Linked DNA regions of Mus musculus: region 2 is linked to region 1. The links are chromatin contacts, called in public HiChIP or PLAC-seq maps. All regions are on one chromosome and are shown on one strand. The core of a region is the stretch at or near the end of the contact, and the rest is flanking DNA. Distances in the headings are between cores, read along the strand shown.

What was found. HiChIP or PLAC-seq counts read pairs in DNA pulled down with a chosen protein or histone mark.
Region 2: an H3K4me3 HiChIP or PLAC-seq map of embryonic stem cells shows a contact between it and region 1, with 6 times the contacts expected there. The contact joins the enhancer-like site here to the promoter of 4930461G14Rik in region 1. A contact is called at or near these places in 1 of 15 datasets of contacts at CTCF or cohesin (the NIH/3T3 cell line), 4 of 484 Hi-C or Micro-C datasets (the HPC-7 cell line, the N1E-115 cell line and embryonic stem cells) and 8 of 115 datasets of contacts at active chromatin or transcription factors (embryonic fibroblasts, embryonic stem cells, epiblast stem cells and 1 more).

The regions. Positions count from the first base shown.
Region 1 is chr9:58,453,810-58,458,697 of GRCm38.p6, forward strand. It overlaps 4930461G14Rik (RIKEN cDNA 4930461G14 gene), which reads left to right and starts at 1,364. Exons shown (of 3, transcript NR_040736.1): 1 at 1,364-1,547. Gm32820 (a long non-coding RNA gene) reads right to left here. Exons shown (of 3, transcript XR_379493.4): 3 at 3,408-4,888.
Region 2 is chr9:58,294,291-58,299,208 of GRCm38.p6, forward strand. It overlaps Loxl1 (lysyl oxidase-like 1), which reads right to left. Exons shown (of 7, transcript NM_010729.3): 2 at 3,331-3,439; 3 at 69-206. Among named protein-coding and RNA genes, the nearest start is that of Loxl1, 16 kb to the right of the region's middle. Within about 2 kb of position 3,246, at least 69 of the 459 cell types and tissues checked have an H3K27ac peak or open chromatin away from gene starts, as enhancers often do. A contact at or near this core is called in the N1E-115 cell line, embryonic fibroblasts, embryonic stem cells and 1 more, where this site is marked.

The sequences.
Region 1 (4,888 bases), core at 114-2,613:
GCAACCTAGCCATTGCCAAGGTGGAGGGGGAAGTCCATTCAGAAGTCATCTGAGGAGTATTAGATTTTAGGCAGAAAGAGAAGAGAGGGAGGAGGAGAGGCTGAGTCACACTGTCCTGTAGGGTAGAGCCTTATCAGTGCTGCAGATGCCACTGGGGGACAGAGTCTGAGAGAGTTTCCATCTCATCAGCCAAGGAACATGTCTCCTTTTGAAGGTGTCTGGGGGTGGAAGGTCTTGCATCTCAAGGAAGCAGGCTTAGTTAATATGTCTGGGCTTCGTAGCAGAGGTGGGGGAGCAGGGCATTTGTGACTGAGGCTTCACGGGGAAGATCACTCTCCCATGATGCTTGGCTAATGTGTGACTCATGTGAACTGACGATAGTCTGGCTGCCTTTGATCTGAGCTGGGATGTGGCTTAGAGCCTGATTACCTAGAGGTCTGGCTGCTCTTGAATAGAAGTATACATGCTCTCTCCAAAACCACGCAGCCCCCCAAAGGCAGGAGGCAGTGACCCACCAGCCACATTCCCCATACCTTGGTAGGAGACGGGTGTCAAATGCAATGCTGGTACCCTGCCTATCTAGGCTGAAGTCACTTTTGAGTCAAGTTTTCCTTGGCCTTAGTCAAGGCCCTGAGGTACAAAGTGACCTGTCTTAGGACGCTCTGGAGGAGACACTGCCAGCACAGATGGGAGAGTGAAGCCAAGGTGTGGAGCTTCATGATGCCAAGAGCTCATGACACTTTTGCTTCAGTGCCCCCTTCAGTGCCCAGAGCCTTCTCCACTGGAACCATCCCTTTTAGTCAATGGCTCATCCTGGAAACATTCTCGAAGCTGATTACCAGGCCCAATAATGTAAGACTCTGGTGAGAGATTTCCCCCCCACACACACCTTTGCCCCCAACACACACACAGTGAACAACGCTGAGCCGGGAATCGTTGCAAAAACAAGAGGAATTTTATTGTTCCAGCATGCTGGGGTCACCCTGCACAAGAAGAAGAGAGAACAAGGACTCTGCACAGCCCATTCGGTAAGTTTTTATACAGTTTTCAGAGCCGCAGCCATTGCGCACATTGTGATTGGCAGAACAGTGCGACTTTTAAACTGATTGGTCTTTAGGGAATGAGGTGGCAAGGACTTCCCTTGTCTATAGGTGGCCAATGGTCACAGAATGTGTCTATGTGCTCAGGACTTCCCATACCCGCAAGTGGCTGATGGTTGGTTCCTCCCTCCCCCCACCTTGTCTGAGGAATGTAATTAGCCCCTCCCTTCCGGAGGGGGTGGTGCCTAAGTCCTCTATGACCTTTCTCTTCCAGGAGAGGAGATGGAATTTTCCAAAGTTCCTGAGTTGACCTCTTCAGTGCCAGGCATTGGCATTGTGGAGATGAACTAGGCAGGTACTCTCCCTCAAGTACTTCCCAGCCCAGAAGGGGACAGGACCACACCTGAGGACTATCCTAAAGATCTGAACAGTGGAGACAGAATGAAGAGAGCTTGCTTGGACAGCTTTATGTAGCAGAGCTGGTACAAGTGACTTAGGCCTTGAAGGGTGAGTAGTTCATTGAGTTAAAACAGGTATTGTCCAGGTCTGGATAAAAGGGGAGAGGGCAATGATAAGACAACAGAAAAATGAAATGGGGCTTCAGTGGGGGAATATTTACAGGCCCAGAAACCCCAAACTGATGATCATAGGGTGATGTGACCTATGATCAAGGCCTATGTCCTACAGGTGTAGCCCTATACAACATCTGACTTTGGAGCCTGGCACCACAGTGGCAAGGTCTGGAGCACTTTGCCTTACTTTCTGGGCCTCACTGCTGCAGACGGAACAATGACGGACCCAGTGCTCTGAGCACACTCCCAAACACCCTGACTGGAGAGTAGGTGTGTGAATGGCAGCTATCACTGTCACGTGAATTATTACATTGATTTAGAAGGATCTGTTCAGTTCATAAACCCCAAATAATGGAGCCCAGCCAGTCATGAGACTTGCAGAACTATAGAGTCACTGGGGTAGAGCTGGTGCTGGTACTGGAGGCCGTGCTAAAAATGATCCCCGAGGTCTTAGTCCTGGCAGAGGAGAAACGCAGCAGGCTGGGCTGGGTAACTGTGTTGGCAATTTCCCCTTCAAAACCACCTGAACTGGAGCCCCATTCATTAGCATGAGAATGGCGCGCCGGCTGGGATCTGAGGGTCCAAAGGTATTTGTATTCGAAAGAGCTTCCTCTGTTCTTGGCTCAAAGTCACTGCGGCCTGAGCTGCGAGGCTGGGCGGGGATCCAACACACACTGCGGGTAGCCTGGGAAAGAGGGGAGTCCTACCCAAGTGGTTGCTCCGAGCCTCGGGACCACACTCAGAAATGCAGCCCAGAACACCTTCCCCATCCCAGCCCACCCGGAGCCATCCCTGTATTTGGGAAGCTCTCTTGTAAGTTCTTGAAATGTCTCCCCACCCCTCCAGCCTTTATTTCTTTTTAAATCCTGTGTGGAAGAAGGCAGGGGTTTGAGACCTGTGTGCCTCTCACAAAGGAACCTAGAGTTTTCAAAGGTGGAGAAGCACTGCCCAACGGGATTAGTAATAGTAACCATCATTACAGCTAGTGGTTGGGAGCTGCCCCTTGCCAGGCATCATGTTAGGAATTTTACATACATTATCCTCGGTGTGGCTCTCTTTTTAAAATTCATGCCACAATCCTGAGATGTGGTTTCAAGCCTCACTTTACTGATCAGGAAACTATGATGTGGAGGATAGTGTTAGCTTACCCAGGATTAAGAAAATAAATTTCCTATCTGGAGTATGGGCTACAGTATTAAGTTCCACACCTCCTGATTGCCCTTCCGGCTGCCCCTTTGGAAAGGAGTCCAGTGGAATGAAGGGATAGTTTGACAATTTCCCCTTCAGGTCCTCCCAGCTCAGGCTCCGGTCATCAGCATGAGAACCAGGTCTGAGCAGAAGACCCACCCTCATCTCTGGCCCTTCTCTATCAATCCTTCTCTGGGCACTCAGGTTTGTTTATCCCCCTAGGGATCTGCTGTGGAGCCCAGCATGATGGCATTTCTAAGGGAAAGGCAGGAAAGGCAGGGAGCAGAAAGATACCCGCCTAGTTTGTGTAGCACCCTGTGTCACCCTCAGGGAAGAACCCAGAATCCAGAATGGACCCCACAAGAATGTTCTTCACTTGTCTGCCCAACCTCTTCCTCTTGCCTAGTCCTTTTGTCATCTTCAAGCAGGCACCCCATTCTGTTCTCCCACCACCTCCGCTCTCCCTCCTTATCCTCACCAACAAGAATCCAAGAACACTCCAGTGCCTTAGCCACTCTGTAAAGTTCCCAAGTCTAGCCATACCGTTACTGACAACTTCATGGAGCCTCAGCTAGGTTACCATATGTTACCAAGAAAATGGGGTCCCCTCTCAGGATTCCTAGTTTCAATTATAAAAGAATTTTGGAACAGACTCAGAAGGAAGCTCTGGGACAATCCTATAAGCACTTGAAAGAAAACACCAGGTCAGGCAGGCTGCCTGGGAAAGGCAAAGATGCCCCAATCCTGAGTATGACAAGCCTTGCCACACCCCCACACAGATCTCCTTTCTCCACAATCTTTCTTCTTAATGTCCCATTCCATCAGAACTTTCAGGCCTCGTACAAGCCAGAAGCCCTGGTGTCTGCTTGTGTCTTGTTTCCCATCTGTCCTAGGACTAACTCCACACTGCTGCAGAAGACCGAGCATTCCTCCGCACTGGGGTGGGAGTGCTCTGTGTAACCCAGACAGAGTGCTGACTCAGTCTCGGGCATGGTGGTGGCATTACACAAGGGCCACAGCTGCCTGGGAAGCCACACTCTTGCTCTCCCTGAACCCCCAGAGGCTGTATGTAGGGGTAGGCAGGCCGAGTGCTCAAGGGCCCTGCCTTGCCAAGCTTTTTATCTGCTTCTCATTATCCTCGCCCTCTGCCTGAGAAGGTAATTAAATCTGTCTCCCATCAAAAGCTGGGGCTGGCTTCACCCCAAGGCCTGGCTGGCATGGCAGGGAAATAATGAACACTCTCACCAGCCCTGGAGGGGGCGGGTCTTAGTTGGCTCCACCCTCGCCCATCACACAAATCTGGGAGCTAACATTCAGTTCTCCTCAGGGTTAAAGAAAGAGTCTGAGCCTTCTAGGTTGTGGAAAATAGAGCCCTAGTGTCCTGGCCCTGAGGCTTGAGGTTCAGGATCCCCAGTGGGGCAGCTCAAAGGAAGAGTATGTGCCATGAGCTCTTCTTGTGGTTAACAGAACACAGGACCCGGAGCAAGTTTGCTTTGAGAGCTCAGAAGAGAGACAAGGTTCCCTTTCTTTTTCCCTTTATCTCACCAAGAGGATGTAATGATGAAGATGAAGGCTAAGAAACTGACACCGGTCTCTATGACCTGCCCCAGTTACAAAATGAACACAGGAAGGCTTCGTAGAAAGCGCTTTAGAGGATGGCAGGGAGGCACAGGAGAGAAGAGACAGGGATATGACAGGGAGACTGGTGTTGTGGGAAGAAGGCAGCAGGGAGGTCCTCAGGGGGTCCTGGAAGTAGTGGGAGTCAATGAAGGTTTAAGAGGTCAGAAGTTAGCGGGCCCCATGTGCAGGGCTGGAGAGACAGCTCCATGTTTAAGTGTGCCAGTTCCTGCTACTAAAGACCAGTGTTATTGGCACCCATGCTGGGCAGCTCACAACTTCATGAAACTCCAGATCCAGTGCCCCCTTCAGGTTTCTGCAGGTACCTGCAAGAGCAGTGTTGTAAGATGGAAAGAAAAGGGTTAGTGTGCAGTTCGGCTTGATCCCTCTATCTCAAGGCTCTCATTCTTGGCTCTGTCTGACTCAATAAGGAGGGTGGTTCCCGGAGCTTAGCAAGGGGCACTCTGCCCA
Region 2 (4,918 bases), core at 1,996-4,495, 160 kb before region 1:
ATTCAGTCGCTGAGAGTGAGCCCTGACCAAGAAGGGGAGAAGCAAAGGCCACTTGGAGTCTCACTTACTGGTGACAGCTATGCCACTCCCAGGTGTGGCGTGGCCGGTTGGGGAGAAAGTCCGCTGTGCCTTGGTTTTTCACTCGCTGGGGGAAGCGCAATAGCACTCGGAGGTCATAGTCGGTAGCCTCAGGGGCATAGGCTGTGCTGTAGAGACAGGGAAGGAGAGTGGAATGGTGCTGTGACCCCCCAAAGTCAGAGGATGCTACATCAGGTCCCTGTGACCAGCCCTAGCCACTGTCCTCTCAGCTCCCTCCTACCCCAAAGATCTTGGACATTTGATCTCTGCATGACAGTGAGGTCTGGCCCCTTCTCTCCAGACAACCACCCAGCCCTGGCCTCCTCTCCTCTCTGGCCTTTTGTGTGTGACTGACAGCTGTTAATGGACTCAGACCACAGCCTTGACGACCACAACTTCCAGGCAACTCAGCAAGGGACAGCGCCTGCCACCACCCTGGGAAAGGTTAGGGTCACGTGAAAATCTTCCGAGGATAATTAAAAAACAAACGGTTCTGGGCGGATGAAGACAGCTGAATTGGTAGTGTTTGCTTTGAAAACATTTGGAACTGAGTCGAATCCTCAGAGCCCAGTCCAAACCCAGTACTGGAGCCATGTGCTCCTAATGCCAAGACTGAGGGAGTGGAGACAGGAGAATCCGTGAAGCTTGCTAGCCAGTGGCCTAGCATAACTGAATACTTCCATACAAATGAGAGACCCTGACTCAAAAAGGTGGGTGATATCCTGGAAGATGACCTGAAAGGCTGTCCTTTGGCCCTTGCTTGTACATGAATACATATCACGCATACCTGTTCCCGCGAGTGCATGCACATGCACACACATAAATAAATAAACAAATATAAATAGATCCTAACAGACACATCCAGGAGATTCTAAGCTCTTCCTCCTTCTGGACAGAGCCTTAACTGGTGACCCAAGTGTATGCCATGTCTGTGTGACTGAAAGCCAGGTCTGAGCATCTTGGGCTAAGTCTTCATGTTCCTGGTCCCTTGTGCCCTGCTCCACTACAGACTGGGTGCGAGCTCCAAGGACTTTTCTCCCATAAGACGTCTCTCTTTCCCACTCCTCCCAAGCTGTTTGTATAACCATAGCTCTAGAGCTCACTAAGCTTCCTAGGCCCAAGTCAAGTCCCTTTATGAAGTCTGCCATGATTGCTGTACTTAGCACCTGTTTGCCTGTGAGCTCTTGAAATACTACCAATGGCTCATCCTCATGTCACATGTCCCCTGGCTGGTGCGGGTGTGATTAGACCACCTCTCCCTGATGGCATGGCTTCAAGACCAGCAATGTGCACTTTGTCTTCTGGAAACTTGTGACTTTAAATTACCAGAAGAAAGAGAAAAGAGGAATATCTTTTTTGAGAGAAGGACATACACACACACACACACACACACACACACACACACACACACACACCAGGAAGCCTGGCTGCCAGCTCTCCTTTTTGCAGCTGACCGCTGACAGCTGTCCTGGCTGGCCTCATTTGGGGATGGGTTGTAAGGCCAGAGGCTAGAGGTGGCCCATTGTGGGGATTAGTTCTCTCCGAGAATATGTCTGGCCAGCAGGAGGCTCAGACGCAAGGCCCTGGCCCTGTCTGGGGGAGGTTTGGAATCTGTCTGTGTCTGGGTTGAAACAAAACATCCTCCCTGCCTATTTGGTGAAATCCTGCCCTGCTGTTCGTCTCAGAACATCGTGGGAAAGCGACCGGATCTAGCTTCTAGGCCTAGCTTGGCCACAGGCTCATGGCAAGACTTGAAGCAAATCCCCTCCCTTCTCTGGGTTCGGTCTGCAGTGTGGGACCTGGCCTAGGGCTCCAGCCCACACTTGAACTGATTGCAGAGAAGCCTCCCACTGCAGGGCCCCAGCTCTGCCGGCTTCTCTGACTTGGTCATCCCATCCCAGCCTTCCAGGAGGCCACATCCCTGCAGGCCCCTCCTTCTTTGACCTCACTCAGCCCCACCCCCACCCCTAGCCTCAGAGTTGTGCATCCTGGCTCTTTGTCTCCTCCTTCTGCCTGCTTAGTTCCATCATCTGAGCCTGGAATGAGGGGACACTCAATCCAGCTTGATGAAGAAGTCGCCCAGGGCACAGGGCAGGCTGCCTTCTCTTCACCCAGTTGGGAGCTCAGGGCTGGGCACTTAAGATAGTCCAAGAAGATGTAGTGAGAATTTAGCTTTGACAAAAATGATTCAGACCCAAGCAGGCCGCCATGGAGACTGTACCCTTATCACTGGAAGAATGTCAGCCAAAGTGGTGTGTTCTCCTCCTCAGGACAAGGGACACAAGACAAGGCCTGAATGGCCAGGTCAACTGAGTGGCTGTCCATGGGCGGGATAGGGATACTTTGCCCAATTGTGATGATCTAAGGAACTTTCACCAGAGTGTAAATCAGCTGCTCTACCCATCCCTCCGACCAGTCTCATCTTAAAAACAGATGCCGTTAGGAAAGAAGCATTCCATTGAGTTCCATGCTGATGAAAGTCCTTTATCTTACCACGGAGAGATAAGAGCTTATGGTCAACTACTCTGAGGGGCACGGGGCTAAAGGTCTATAAATGAGTAAATGTTGACATTCCAAATGGTTTCCTAGAGAGTAAAAGCTGAGAGAGTTCTCACGTTAAAAAATTAATTTTAAAAAAAGTGTTTTTAAAGTGAACAATTAAAGAGGGGGAAAAATGCTTTGGGCATCGATGCCCAGAAGAGTAGCAGATCAATGTCCCCTTTAACCCGGTCTTTCAGCACAGGGAGAGCGCCCCCAGAGCACAGAAGCTGAGCTCTGCAGGGCCAGGGCAATGCTCTCCTCCTCTCTGCAGAACAGAACAGTACAGGGCTGAGGCCCCCTTGTCACCCATGCCCAGCCATTCCCTGCTATGATCAGACAGGCTGCCAGGACCACACCCGTCCCTGTCCACGCCCTACAGTTCTGTGCCCACTAGGACTTCCCCAACACCCACACTGACCACTGGAAATACAGACAGGATCAACTTTAGTTCCTTTCATCATGCCTTAGTCTCCTAATAGGGCAGCCCATTCTGCCTGGGCTGGTGTTAAGACTGACGTCACAGTGTAGCAAAGGGCCTCGTAGATAAAATGTGTAGGTTGATGTGATCCATCCCTTTCTTTTTCCTCACTCCTTGAGCCAGGCAAGATGGAGGGCGGGGCTCTGAGAGGCTCAGATACTTTGCCAGACTCTGGGTGATTCCCACGGACTATGCCAAGGCACTCTGCTCCATGCTTCACCCAAGCCTCTTACCTGGCCAGGCACTTCTCCTCTGCTGCGCATCGCAAGGAGTACAGATGGGCTCTCTGCACGTATGTGGATGCCTGCACGTAGTTAGGGTCCGGGACTAAGTCAGGGAGGCCTGGAGAGAGTGGGAGAGGAAGAACACAGCACCAAAAGGTCAGGCTGATTACCGATGGCTCCAACGACCTCCTCCACCAAACTGTTGGCCATTCTTCCTGGTCAGAGGGTCCTGGGCTCAAGGAGGTTAGTAGCAATTCACTGCCTCTACAGCTTGGTGGTGTGGGAGCCATTGAGACAGCCTAGAAGATTTGGAATGAGAACAAGACCCAGGAGCTGGAGGGAAAAGGTGTCTGGAGGGTGGAATGGCATGCCACAAGTAAAGGCTTAGGAACAGGACCAGGGAGACCAAGGGATTTCCTGACTTCCTGACAGAGCCACTCCCTCTGTCCTTGCTCCCCAGGCTTGCACACTGGCCAAGTCGCCCCCCCCTCACCTCTATAGCGAGCCGTCTTCAAAGACCACCAAGACAGCCTGGGCTTATGGCCCAGGGTGGGCCCCAAAATGTTCATAGGCAGAGCTAGGTGGGTGTTAACTGGTAGGAGGGGTGGGCAGGAAGAAAACACTGCCTGAGCCAGCAGAATTCAAAGCCTGGTGTCAACTGAGCTGCTCGGAGTATGTTCTTCTTGGCACCTGCTGCCACTTCTGGCTGTCAGACTTCAGACCAGCCCATAGCTATCCCCTGTGGGCAACCTTTGGTGCCCAACATAAGGGAGGGCCTGGCTCCCACCCCTGCAGAGCCCAGGAGGCTTTTAAAGACTGTTCCAGCCTTTGGAGCACTTGTTCTCTAGGCTATACCAGGGTCAGAAAGTTCCCTTTTTCTTCCACCAATAAGAATCTGGGTACATCAGGCCAGGTGGTGGTGGCGGCGGCGCACGCCTTTAATCCCAGCATTTGGGAGGCAGAGGCAGGCGGATTTCTGAGTTTGAGGCCAGCCTGGTCTACAAAGTGAGTTCCAGGATAGCCAGGGCTATACAGAGAAATCCTGTCTTGAAAAACAAAAACAAAACAAACAAACAAACAAACAAACAAACAAACAAAATCTGGATACGTTAGCACCAATAAGCAGAAACCACAGGCAGGCATCAGACCAGCCTCATGGAATAAGGACAGGATGCTCTTGATGATGGGATGAAGGCTCAGGTAGTGGAGTTGATTCTTGCTCCACAGCTAGTTTACAGGGAAGTGCCTGGGGCTTTAAGTTCTTCTCTAGAGCCTTGAAATTCTGTCCAGCAAATGATTAAAAGAGACTGTAAGTTCTTCCTAGTATCTTAGACTTCACTCTTGGGGAGTGAGGAAGGGTAAAGATGGGGTGCTTGAGTCATGGAGAGGGGGATCTAGGAACCCTGTCTGCCAATCCCTCCCCTCAGCTTAAAGGTCCTGATAGTGAGGCAGACAAAGGAGGCCTGGCTTCATAGCCTTTGACAGAGGTATGTGCCTGCATACTACTGCCCCTCCCTCCCTCCCTTCCTCCCTCCTCCTCCTCCTCCTCCTTCTCTCTCTCTCTTTCTCTCTCTCTCACACACACACACTTATAGAT